4 separate regions of the Mus musculus genome follow, and all the other regions are linked to region 2. The links are chromatin contacts, called in public ChIA-PET and HiChIP or PLAC-seq maps. All regions are on one chromosome and are shown on one strand. Each heading gives the region's core, a stretch centred on a gene start, on an enhancer-like site or on the middle of the called end of the contact. The rest is flanking DNA. Distances are from core to core; before and after follow the strand shown. Region 1 holds the start of Fcrla (Fc receptor-like A). Region 2 holds the start of Alyref2 (Aly/REF export factor 2). Region 3 holds the start of Copa (coatomer protein complex subunit alpha). Region 4 holds the start of Vangl2 (VANGL planar cell polarity 2).

Region 1 (2,945 bases), core at 106-2,605, 580 kb before region 2:
AGTGGGAAGGCTTTGGGTATGCCAAAGAGGCTGAGGGGGTTTAGTGGGTACCAGGTTTGGGGTTTTATGTGCCACAACAAGAGCTGGAGTTTTAGAAGTCACTCCGGATGTAGAGAGAATTCATCCTGTGAGACGAGGCTGAGACAGGGTTGGCAAGGAAGCCATTGCCCAGCTCAGTCCTAAGAAAACATTTGTAGTGGTCCAGAGAAGGAACTGGTTGAGAAAGCAAGTTAGGAGGTGACATTTGTCAATGATGATGATGCAGAGAATGACAAAGGAAGAGTTGGGTTTCCAGCAGAGGGCTAGTGCAGTGAGCTGAGATCAGATAAAAAGTAAATGAAAAGAAGTGAGGATGCAAGAATGTGTGAACTCATCTCTGGTCATGTTGTGTTGGTACCAGGTACATGGACACACACACACACACACACACACACACACACACACACACACACACATGGGTCAAAATGCCTGTGTAAAGGTTAATATTCAAATGTGAAGGTCAAAAGCAGAATTAGAGCTGGAAATGTGCCCGAGGCTCTAAAATATACAACTGTTCAGAAAAAACATACACATACATGCAAACTGGAGGGAGGGAGGGAGGGAGGGAGGGAGGGAGGGAGGGAGGGAGGGAGGGAGGGAGGGAGGGAGGGAGGGAAAAGATTTAACTTTAGAGCACACTGGAGTTTATGGAAGGCAAAGAAAAGCTACTGAAGGACCAAAGGACATCCCAGCAGTAAACAGAGTAAATGACAGTGACAGTCAGGAAAACAGAGGCTGCAAGAGAGAATAAGCAGCCAGTAGGGCTAGACAAAACAAAGAAACCCATCACGGTAAGAACCGAAAAGTGTACAGGGACCTGGTTAGAGCAGAGGTCACTGTACCCTACGTAATCCAGACTCCAGTGGAGGCCACGCTGCAAGCAGGGAAGGAGGTGGAGCCTGCAAGCCCGCACTGCCCTTCCAAGACAGTTGTATTAGAAAAGTAAGAGCTAAGATTTGCAGTTGGCAAAGGCTTCATAGTCAGAAGGGACTTTTAGGATGGAAACTATTAGACTTTTTATATTTAGAAAGAGCCATTCAGTCCTTCACGTCTGACTTGTCTTCTATCTGTCCTTGTCCCGCCTGAGCAGTAATTCTTTGCAAAGTCAGAACTAGTCCATTCTTCTTACCTTTGAGGATTTCCTCAAGATTTGGCGTATCTCATCTCCACACCAGCATTCAAACACTTTACTTACCCAGTAACATCTGGGTTGCCAGGAGCACAGCAGGGCAGACATAAAGGGCCCACTGTGTGAGCGTGCAGCTCAGCTTCATGGTGACTGGGTTTATACCTCCTGCAACCCCAACATACTGATTTTCTTCAACATGAAACCTCTCAAATTAGAAAAGAGGAAATAAACCTAACTGTCTCGCCTCCACACACCTGTGGCCAAGTCTCCAATTGGCTCTTGTCACTCAGGTTCACACAGGTTGCTTCTGATGCCATCCTTCATCCCTCAGGGTGTAGATTAAATGCTAGGGCTCTCAATTGTTAATTTTTTTCTTTTTCTTGTTGAGCTTGGGGACTTTTCAAAATGATTGGTGTTCAGTTGGTCTTCAGACTACACCAGAGAGAAGTCAACCCCACAACAGTCCAGCTCGCTGGAGGTAGGAGGCCGGAAATTAATGGAAGAAAACCACGGGGGTGTGAAGGATGTGATGTGGAGGTGTCCTGCTCCTTCCACTCCACTCTTTACCTGTGCCCAGTGATTCTAATACAGCAGGAGAGAGAGAGGACAGATTGATAAGGGTAGCTGTCAAATTTGTCTCTATTGGCTCTGCCCAAGCAAACTCCACTCAAAGTTGTACCCAAGTTTCTCCTGACCTGTGTCTTAGCTTTGTTTCTGCAGAACGACACAGGCTTGCAGAACTGTTGAGCCTTGCAGAATGATACAGGCTGTTCAGCCTTTGTGGAACTCTGCATACAAGGCAGAGTTAGAACCATGGGAAAGAGCAAAAAGAAAAAGAAAATCAATTCCCAGAGACCCCAGCAAGAAGTCCAACCATTGGGTTCCCTGCCAAAGCTCGAAGCACTGACTCTGAGGACTTGGAGACAGGAAGTATCCAGTCTTTGAGTACCTGGAAGAGACTGGGGAACATGGGCAATGAATATAGAAGCCATGTCATCTCTCTTCACCTCCGTGTGGACCTATGGGAGCCACAGTCCCGAACTCCAACTCTTTGCTCAGTTGTGGGCCCTGTGTCTCCTTGCATGGAGATCCTACTCTTCTACTTTCCCTTGTCACACCACCCACACCCAGGTCCCACACAGGGAGGAGTGTCATCAGAAATGTGGGTCTCAAAGACAGAGAGGGGGTGGGGCTGCATGACCAGTCAGTTATGACAAAACAGATCAGGATAGGCAGGTGGGCCATATGGGCATAGGAGAGTACGGTTTTCTATGTCTAGTGTAAGCAGTTAGAATAACTTTTCCATTATGTAAGAAGTGTATGTTTTTGTGCAGATGGCCCCAGGGAGTCCTGAGCTGGTTGAATATGGGTGTGGGGGAAGGCAGTGAGGCAGTAAGTCTTGCAGCTGATGTGGTAGAAAGACCCAACAGCTTCAGAAGAGGAAGAGAAATCGAGACAGCCCTAAGACAAGTTAAATAAATGAATTGTGTTTAGATTAGGCTTTCACTAAACTGCACAACAGACCTTCTATTAGACAGGACAAAAAAAGCTTTTGAAAAACTAACAATTTCCCCTGTTCTCTTACAACCTCTTGATAAATGCCCTCCACATTCTCTGGACCAGCCTTCACAGAACCCAACCTCAGTGCAGAAAGCAAGAAGGCCTCTGAAGGTGTTACTTGGAGATCTTGTTCTTTAAGTTAGATTATCCACTTAGCCGTGTGGAAAATTTGTACCTCTGAGGCTTGATCAGTAAACTCTTCTGAATAAGTGTGAAA
Region 2 (3,294 bases), core at 732-3,231:
CATCCTGTTTCTTTATTTTATTGTTTTCTTTAGGCAGGTATCCCAGGCTGGACCGTGAACTCCCTATACTCCCGCCCTCACCTATTGATGACACTGAGGATGATAAAGAAAAGTGGGAAAGTATCTTTGGAAACTTTCTTGCTTCAGTCATGGATAGCTTGGAGTGTTAAGGTGTCAGGCTATCCAATGGCCACTAGAGGCACCCAAACCGTTGGCTTTCAGGTCCTTTGTTTTGCAAAGCAGAGAAGGAATTTCCGAGAGGTTAGAAGGGAGATTTGTTATAGGGTTACAGGTGGGAGTTGTGGGAGCTCCTATCCAGCAGAAGTAGGCCCCAGGTGGGGCACTGTGGAGCGTTTATCCCAGGGAATTTTGTAGAAACAGAAGTGAGGCGTGAAGCAGGCAATGAACTGGTCAGTGCAGTAGCCCATCCAGGAGACATCCAAGAGCCTTTCCATGATTTCAAGTCTGTTCCAGGAAGAGAGAAAGTTCAACTTCCTTTCCAGTGTACTTTGGTGGGCAGAGCCAAAGATGCTTTGCCAAGCAGACCGAGGGCATTCTGTGTTTGAAGTTCCTGCCACTTTGTTACCTGTTCTTTTTTTTTTTTTTTAAGATTTATTTATTATTATATCTAAGTACACTGTAGCTGTCTTCAGACACACCAGAAGAGGGAGTCAGATCTCATTACGGATGGTTGTGAGCCACCATGTGGTTGCTGATTTGAACTTCGGACCTTCGGAAGAGCAGTCGGTGCTCTTAACCACTGAGCCATCTCTCCAGCCCCCTTGTTACCTGTTCTTATTACTGAGGTATTTTAGCTATAAGGAGACTGAGGTATTTCAAAGGGACAGTCTCTGTCCTTAAGGGAAAGGTCTTGGGTGGGAGAGTAGTTTTCATTTTTTTGGGGGGGGAGGGACTGGGGGGAGATGGGGAATTGCATCATAGTCTAGCCCCTCCCACAGCTCTGAGGGTAACCTGTCCCTTCTGCTCGAGTGGCTGCATTTATTTTTTAGAATGTATCTGCCTTTATTTGTATGAATATTTTGCCTGCGTATCTGAGCGTTGCTTGGCACTGATGGAAGTCAGAAGGGGGCGCTAGTTCTTCCTCAGCTACAGAGCTGGGTTAGCCATCTTGCTAGAAAATTGTACGTGCCTTAAGTCCATAACCACCTTGCACTTAAATAAAATATTAAAAATAATGGTTTATACATATGTTCACTGAGACCACAACATAACGCAGCTAGATAAAAAACAGCTTAATAAATAACATGTCTACAGACTTCCCACAAAAACTTAGTATTTGCTTTTAAAGGCTTATTTACTTTATCGGTTATGAGACACAACGCCATGCGACTGAGCCCTTTTAACCAATGAGCTGTCTCTTTAGCCTAAGCTCAAGCCATTTTTACCTTACAGTGGTTAACACTGAAGACAAGAAAATACATAGAGCACACAATAAAGACTGTTAATTCTAACTTTGGTTAACACTGAAGACAAAAAAATACATAGAGCACACAATAAAGACTGTTAATTCTAACTTTAAACATTATTAATAGCCTTGCTAAAGCAAGGCCTCAAAAAATTAGTGTAAGACTCAGAATTGTTCCTCTCCACGGAAATCTTTAGTAAAAGGCGAAAGATTTATACGATCTGAAGAGAAACCAGAGTATACCCAGCTGTCCTAGTGTACAGTTCTCGGCCGACTGTATTTCCTAGACAACTAATGGTGACTATTTACTCCTAAAGACACTGACTACTTTATTATATCAGATAAATCTTTGAAGGTTCTATCACATTAAGGAATAAAAGGAATAAAACAGAACAACGAAAACAACACGCTACCCTTTTAAATTATACAACCATCTGTGTGCACTGCATTGTGGGTATGCAAATATCGCGGAGAAGCCGCGTGGCCCGCTCGGTTTCCGGAAGTGCCTCGAATTTGTCCCAGATGTCTCTAGGCGCTGGGCGGCCACCAGGGGTCAGAGCGAAAGCCAGATTCACAAGCGCACAGACTTCCAATTTCCAAGTGTGATTTTGGTGCGCTTGTGATTCCAGCACCGGTCGGAGAGGCGGAGTCAAGGCGGGGGAATCATTGAATTTGAGTACTTTCTGGTCTGCACCGCGAGGGCCGGGCCAGTCAGGCCCGGATCCGCGCCCGCCATGGCCGACAAGATGGACATGTCTTTGGACGACATCATTAAGCTGAACCGTAACCAGCGCCGGGTGAATCGAGGCGGCGGGCCTAGGAGGAACCGGCCCGCCATCGCCCGCGGCGGCAGGAACCGGCCGGCACCGTACAGTAGACCGAAACCACTTCCGGACAAGTGGCAGCACGACCTATTCGACAGCGGCTGCGGGGGTGGGGAAGGCGTGGAGACCGGTGCCAAGCTGCTCGTGTCAAACCTGGACTTCGGGGTGTCAGATGCTGACATTCAGGAACTCTTTGCTGAATTTGGAACGTTGAAAAAAGCCGCTGTGGACTACGATCGCTCTGGACGAAGTTTAGGGACGGCGGATGTACACTTTGAACGGAGGGCAGATGCCCTGAAGGCTATGAAGCAGTACAAGGGCGTCCCTTTGGATGGCCGCCCTATGGACATCCAGCTTGTCACGTCACAGATCGATCCACAGCGAAGACCTGCACAAAGCGGAAACAGAGGCGGCATGACAAGGAGCCGTGGCTCTGGAGGCTTTGGTGGCCGCGGCAGCCAGGGAAGGGGTAGAGGCACTGGCAGGAACTCAAAGCAGCAGCAGCTTTCTGCAGAGGAGTTGGACGCACAGCTGGATGCTTACAATGCAAGGAGGGACACCAGCTAAACAACCGAACAAATCCGCACAAGAACCGGGACCCAGACGCCTCGTCTGTGATGCCTTAGAGGGAGGGTAGGCAACTGGACTGTGCAGACAATGGTGAATTTGGTTTTTTGTTTCTTTTTACTTCCTGTTTTAAAATAGGATCTAAAAACTCATGTAAAGTTTTTTTTTTTTTTTTTTTTTAAATTCTGAAACAGACCTGTTTTGTACTGAGTTATTTTTTGGGATAAGTTTTCCTGGGTGCTGTTGTGGAGAAGGTGGCATTTTCACCTTTGTCATAATAAAATAGAAATGTGTGTAGAACTGGAAAAATTAAAAAAGAAAAAGAAAAATTACAAATTACAATATGACTTTTATGGACAGAACACATGACTGACTAGCATGCATGAAGAAGTGGGTTTCATTCTCAGCTCCATCATGTAAGAATAAAACAAGAATTGAAAAAACCTTGCCTTTGATGCAGCTCAGTGGCAGAATGCC
Region 3 (3,150 bases), core at 453-2,952, 580 kb after region 2:
CCTCCCCAACTTGCTTCTTGGTCATGATGTTTTGTCCAGGAATAGAAACCCTGACAAAGACAAGATCCTAGTTTGATTTCTTACTAGCATGATCCTGCTGGGAAAGTTAATCCATTTTTCTCAAGTTTTAGTTTCATCATTTGTACAGTGTTAATAACAAGGATTGTTGCAGAGGCAAAAATAAAATGCACACTTTAAAAGAGCATTTACTAAGTTTCAGCTCTTATTAATTATCTTGCCTGGTTTGACAGATGATAATCACCTTCTATACATACACTGTAATTTGAATGCCAAGACTCCTAAGCAGGATATGAGTATTTCTGAGTATCCAGGATACAAACTGAATTATTAATGACCACAAATACAAATTCCAATTCCAACTTACACTGGCAGCCAATCTGATGAGTGGCGTTGAGCAGGCGGACACAAGGAGCTGTTTTATTTAAGGGAATGTAGATTTTCCTCTCCACTGAGTTTCCCCCACACAATCCTGATCAGAAGATAAACAGTATTAGGAAAAAGTGAAAGATAATTTGGTATTAGCCTCTATCATCATCAGCTCGATTCATGGTTTCAGTAAAGCATTCACGATCATACTGTCTAACACAAGATTAATGATCATTCTTTTCACTTCTTGGCCACATTATTGGAACATAAGTATTGTAAAGAGGACCTAGCTGTGTATTTTAGAAAGTTATTAGACTCCATGATGATCGATTAATTATAAAGCTAAAAGGTGATTGTCAAAAGTCTTTGACTTCAGATGTGCCGGCGTCAAGTTTCAGGGCTAAACAAGTCTGCTTCTTTTAGCTTGCCTGTACATTACTAATTAGTTATCAAAAGAGCTCTGGTCTAAGAATATAGATTGCCAAAACCAAACAAAGAAAAGCACTAACAACAAAAACCACCTAAGAATCTGAACAGACCTAGGAGAAGAAACGTTATGCCACACACCTGGTCAGTTAATGAAATATCAGACCATTTGCCCACACACCTAGAGTATGGGACAGCTACAGTTCCTCCCTTGAAGCTAATCAAAAGCAATGTGAATGTTGAGAAAGACGGAGTCATGGCTATACAAGGAAATGGCTGCATTTCAGGGCTTACCTAGAAAGATATATATATATATCTTTGCTTAACTCTTAGTTGAACACACTATAAATAATTACAGGTGTGTTACTGATTGTACTTCATAATTTAAAGATCACTAAATAGACATTAGATTGGAAAAAAAGAAAATATTCATATACATTAAACGTCTAAGATTCCTTGAATCATTACTTCCCTCTTAACAGTTTAAAGCAGCTAAGCTAACGTTAGCCTCACTTTAGTAAGCTAAGAAAACAAGGAACACAAATTTAGGCTAGAACCAACAGGAGGAAACGGGGGCTCTCATTTTTTCAACGTCGCACAAAGACCACGAAACGAGACTGTTTTGATCTCAAACATACTAAACCGGAGGAAGGGGGCTGAGCTTTTCACACCTGTCCCTTTTGATGGCTGATGGGGTGGCTGGGCTTTAAACAGAGAACGAGGCATGCGAGAAAGGTTGAAGAGAATCAGGCTGGAAACCCAGAAAAGGGCTGGAGAGAACTAAGGAAATGCAGGTCCAGGCAAAGGAGGAACTTATGTCATGGGAACGAAAGACAAGAAGGATTTCCAGGGCGGGGGACAGAGGGGCAATCGGAACCAGAAGGGCATTGCCTGCACTAGCGATGGGCCGTTCCGGACGGCTCCTCTTAAAGACCAGAGCTCCGGGGTGGGGTGACCTCACCTGCCAGTACCACGGAAAAAGACAGAAGAAGAAGACCCCGACTTCCTGGGTCAGGCCCAGAGCCGCCCCTAGTCGTAGCCATCTTGCCTCTCCGCTGGGCGGAAGCCTCAGGTCCCTTCCAGACTCGTAGCGGCCTCTCTAGGCTTCCGCTAGCATCGTCTCTGTGGCCCAGCGCTCCAGAGACCGGAAGTCCTTGTCCGAGGAGCTTCCGGGAGCCGCGACCCGGGAGTAGCTGACGTGGAAGCCTTGGGAGTGCCACCGGGAGCGGCGGGACCCGCTAACCTGACCTAGGAGCCCGAGGCCTGAAGGATGCTAACCAAATTCGAGACGAAGAGCGCGCGGGTCAAAGGTAGTGGAGAAGAAACGGGAACAGCGGAGGTTGGGTGTTGGGGGTAGTGGTGCTGTCACTAAGGCAGGACTCGCTGACCGCGTCGGGCCTCCTGGAAGAACCCGGAGGAATAACCGAGGGAGCGGCTTAGGGTTAGTGGAGTAGTCTGCAGTCCGTGCTGCTTCGTATGTCCTGGAACTTATCGTGTCGTGGCTCGTTAACCTTAGGCCGGCTCCCTACTCCTTCCAGCCACCTCTTCTGGGGGGGTGTGCCAGCCCTTTCTGTTCTTAAGGCCTTATGACTTGGATGCTTTCTGATAACCAGGTTGTATGGAGTGTTTCTGGGGTTTGAGTCTCAGCTTCTGTCACTGGCTACTCCAGTAGCCCGTCTGCTCCATTTCCATGTCCAGTGCTTCCGCTGGACTATTTATTTATTTATTTATTTTTGGCCTATTTGGAGTGAGAGAATGGAGGCCTACTGCCCCACCAGGTCCCGAGCCTGGGTAAGATTGTCCGGTGAAATACAGATGCTTTGTGTTAGATTTGAATACCAGGTAAACAGCTAAATTTTTGGTGATAAGTCTTGAAAGACAAAGGCCTGAGATCACACTCTTTGAAAATGTCGATATTAGAAAAATTAAGTCTATGGAAATCTGATAAAAAATATATCTGGACTATTTCATGATATGCATTATAGTGAAGTGGTTCAGAATTTGTTTATTGGAGTCAGTCAGACTTGCTTAGGAATTCTGAAACGTCTACTAACAAGCCGCCTTAAGGTGTCTCCTTACTATCTCTAAATCTCTATATTCTTATCTTTAAAAATAAGGATAGTTAACACTTTCTTATAAAGAGAATTAAAATGAGAAAGTACATTAACTGTGTTTATAATAGTGCCTGGCAAGACTTAGTAATTCAGAAACTGGAGGTTCTTTAATGGAGGCTATATTCTGGGCAGTTTCTAAGTGTCATGGGAAATTTGATTATAAAGGGTGCCAGTAAGAATTCTTAGTACCACCAGGGTTACATAGAGAGACCTTATCTCGAAA
Region 4 (3,232 bases), core at 404-2,903, 520 kb after region 2:
CTCACTACCCCCCCCCCAATGCACAATCCTCACAGGGGTCTCACACACTCAAGACACTACCCTTGAATCTAGGCAGGGCCATTCAAATCCTGCAGACAGCCTTCCCTGTGGGCTTTCTGCCAGGAAAATCTGCCTGCAGAGACAAGAGGTACCCCCAATACACACTCAAAATACACACTAGCAAAGACGAGCACATATCCACAGCTATCCATCAGTACAGGTTACTCACAAGAGCACAGATTCACACACACACACTCACACCCCTTCCCACCACACAGGTGCATACACACCTACCCCATATATGCCTACCACCCATTCAGCTTTTATAAACCCACCTTCTCTAATACCTGCCCATCTCTTTCCCATAAGCCCCTCTCTCAGCACATACACACACAGACACACACCCCTTCCCTTGAGTATACACACAAATACATACCCAAATACACAGCAGATGTGTGTGGTCAGCTCTCTCTCTCTCTCTCTCTCTCTCACACACACACAGAGAGAGAGAGAGAGAGAGAGAGAGAGAGAGAGAGAGAGAGAGAGAGAGAAACATCTACACATCCAAACCCAGGGCCCACCTGCAGGAACACGCAGTACGTCAAAGCGTATATGCACACACACACACACACACACACACACACACACACACACATACACACACAAAACAAAGAATCATGCATACTGATCCCCCAACCAACCCTTTAAAACTCACTAATGCAGTGCTTAGGACCTTCGATGAGTAAATAGGACAAGGGACAAATATGATGTCGTTGGTTCCCCACACACACCCCAACACACATTCACCAGTATCGCCGCAAGTCCCATCCTTGGGCTACACACACACACTGCTGTGCGGGGCCATCTCTCAAGGATCCACTCTACCCCCTAAACACATACCTGCCCCTTCCTCCCCACACTCCAAAGGTGTGTATGCATCCCTACATACCTTCAGCTTCCAATACCTCCAGCCTCCGATCCTTCCACGGCCTCTCCCACCACCTCCAACACACGCTACCCAATCCCCGGCTTCAATGGGTTCCCTTGGGATCGTTCAGGCGCCCGCCCTGGGCCCCCCGGCCCAGGAAAGTCCCCGGCTCTTAAGGCCTGGGCTCCGCCCCTTCCCCATACGCCCCTTCCCCTCCCCAAAGTTGGGGTTACTCCGCTGTGCAGTGGAGGACAGACCGGAAGGGGGTGCCTCAAGCCCCCCTTCCCCCAGAAGCCATCCTGCTTTCTCCAGGGCCGGGCGCTCCCTGGTCTTTTGCATGGTTTCCTTCTTTTTTCTGTTGCTTTCTTTCTTTCTTTCCTTTTTTTTTTCCGCAAACTTTGCCCGCGCCCCCGCGGCCCGCCACTCACCCGCCACTGCGAACAGCCCGGTGGACTGGGCGCACGCCCCACTCCGCTCCGCGCCTTTGTATCCGCAGCGCACCCGGTCTTTCCGAACTCCGCGCTCCAGAACCGGCAGCGCGGGCGATGGGGGTTGACGAGGGGGGCTCCTGAGGTCGCTCACCCCGGCTCCGTCCCAGACCACTCGCCTGTTTCCCCCTCGAGGCCCCGGGGGCAGGGGGCCGGAGGGGACTGCAGGGCACTCAGGCTCCCATGGCGGGACCCAGAACCAAGCAATCGGGGATCAGGAATCAGATCTGGAGCCGGCGGCGGAGGGGGAGGGGACCAGAGGGGGAGGGGACCAGAAGGGGGCAGGGGGCGGGGAGAGAGCTCCCAGGTGCCGCCTCCCGGCTGTTCCCGCAGCCGCCGCCCCTCCCGCTGCTGCGTCCATTGTCTGCGGCCCGGCTCTTCCCCGAGTCGCGGCACCCCCAGCCCTGCGCCTGGCCATGCCCTGCGCCCTCTGGATCCTGGGAATCCGCTCCTGGCTTCCAGACCTGGCCAGGAAGGTGTGCTCGAAGCTGCCTCGGCTCTTGGCTTTGGTCCAGCCCGCAGCCCCTCTTGGAGCTGTCTTCTTCGACCCCCGATTGAAAACCTTTCCCCTAGGCCCTGATGTTGGCCATATTCTCTTCTTTAGAACCACAAACCTGGTCTCACAAACTCCAGTGGAATCTGAGACGTGGGGAAGATTGGTCCCCTCCGGCCTAGAACTGCGAAAAGGGTCATCCCTGATATTAATTAGTGACAAGAGACAGGCCCCTCTCCCATGTATACGGTATTTCCCTGACACCATACCCCTCCTTCTTCCAAAAATAATTTAATTACTCGGTGTTCTAGCTGTGAGCGAAGACCGCCTAGTCAGACTGGGACGCTCACTCATTAACACGTTTTCCTCCCCTCTGGTTTGAGTGTTGGGATTAATTACAAAGGGAATCCTGCCCTAGGGGAGAGGGGGAGGGGGAGAAGACGAGGGCCCGCGACTTGGGGCACCAGAGGAGAGGGGGGCCTTCTCCCAGGAAGCCTAGAGAGAGAGGAAAAAAAAAAAAAAACCCGGGTGGATGCGGAACTCCAAAACTTTTGGCTAATTTAGCTTTGCAGGTAGGACCCAGGGAATGTAGGCTAGAATAAAATATCTGGCACATTTAGGGCATTTCCAGTTCAGAGCACACTAAGAAACAAACCAGTTAGAGTTGCTAAAGTGCCTAGGAACCCAACAGGGACGAGCCCACCATAAAGTAGCTGTGGGAAGGCCAGGTTGCCCTCGGAGTGAATGAAAGCAAAAGTATTATTACATTATTACATTGCTGCTAGTACTATTTACCTTGTAACCTGCCACTTACCTAGAACAGTGCCGCTTCAAAAGCATCTTCGAACACGTTTCCACACCCCCACCATCTCCACCTTCCAATTCTGATACCTGCCCCTCCCAACCCTGTGATTAAGAAATCCCAGAGAAGGCGACTCCCAGTCTCTGTTCCTTTCTCTAATGGAGTCTTCCCTAAAACTCAGGCACATCTCTGTTATACATTCGAACCAGTCCCCAAATGAGGACAGATTGTCTTTGTCCGCATATGGCTGTTCAAAGGTGAAGAAGCTAAACAAACGCTGCTTCCCTTCAGCTCTGCCCAAACCCTTGTTTCTCTCCAGCCACTGTTCCCGCATATTAGCAAAGAACTTAGCGTTAAGACGACGTGAATGAAATACAGTCATAGTTTCAAGTACCACAGTCTCTGCAAACACAATGACCTTCCTTCACCTACGTCTGTCATGTGCCAGGCACTGGACTGCTCTGGGGGTCCTGTAACCACACCAGGAATGCAAGGAAAGAGCAGAACAGTGGAAGACAGTA

What was found. ChIA-PET counts read pairs in DNA pulled down with a chosen protein or histone mark. HiChIP or PLAC-seq counts read pairs in DNA pulled down with a chosen protein or histone mark.
Region 1: a contact with region 2 is called in an H3K27ac HiChIP or PLAC-seq map of microglia, with 6 times the contacts expected there. The contact joins the promoter of Fcrla here to the promoter of Alyref2 in region 2. A contact is called at or near these places in 1 of 39 promoter capture datasets (pre-B cells), 1 of 484 Hi-C or Micro-C datasets (B cells) and 1 of 115 datasets of contacts at active chromatin or transcription factors (microglia).
Region 3: a contact with region 2 is called in an RNA polymerase II ChIA-PET map of memory CD8 T cells, with 31 read pairs. The contact joins the promoter of Copa here to the promoter of Alyref2 in region 2. A contact is called at or near these places in 1 of 39 promoter capture datasets (neural stem cells), 2 of 115 datasets of contacts at active chromatin or transcription factors (memory CD8 T cells and microglia) and 1 of 9 other capture datasets (macrophages).
Region 4: an H3K4me3 HiChIP or PLAC-seq map of neural tube shows a contact between it and region 2, with 3 times the contacts expected there. The contact joins the promoter of Vangl2 here to the promoter of Alyref2 in region 2. A contact is called at or near these places in 2 of 39 promoter capture datasets (hippocampal neurons and pre-B cells), 2 of 484 Hi-C or Micro-C datasets (embryonic stem cells and reprogramming fibroblasts), 6 of 115 datasets of contacts at active chromatin or transcription factors (bone marrow-derived macrophages, embryonic forebrain, embryonic stem cells and 3 more) and 2 of 9 other capture datasets (liver and macrophages).

What each region holds. Positions count from the first base shown.
Region 1 is chr1:170,926,228-170,929,172 of GRCm38.p6, forward strand. It overlaps Fcrla (Fc receptor-like A), which reads right to left and starts at 1,356. Exons shown (of 5, transcript NM_145141.2): 1 at 1,235-1,356. The coding sequence starts at 1,313.
Region 2 is chr1:171,501,497-171,504,790 of GRCm38.p6, forward strand. Alyref2 (Aly/REF export factor 2) reads left to right here and starts at 1,982. Exons shown (of 1, transcript NM_019484.4): 1 at 1,982-3,254. The coding sequence starts at 2,161. The coding sequence ends at 2,817. LOC115487699 (a small nuclear RNA gene) reads right to left here and starts at 1,667; the gene lies at 1,552-1,667.
Region 3 is chr1:172,080,827-172,083,976 of GRCm38.p6, forward strand. Copa (coatomer protein complex subunit alpha) reads left to right here and starts at 1,703. Exons shown (of 33, transcript NM_009938.4): 1 at 1,703-2,123. The coding sequence starts at 2,084. Ncstn (nicastrin) reads right to left here and starts at 1,923. Exons shown (of 17, transcript NM_021607.3): 1 at 1,775-1,923; 2 at 386-490. The coding sequence starts at 1,856.
Region 4 is chr1:172,025,642-172,028,873 of GRCm38.p6, forward strand. It overlaps Vangl2 (VANGL planar cell polarity 2), which reads right to left and starts at 1,654. Exons shown (of 8, transcript NM_033509.4): 1 at 1,357-1,654.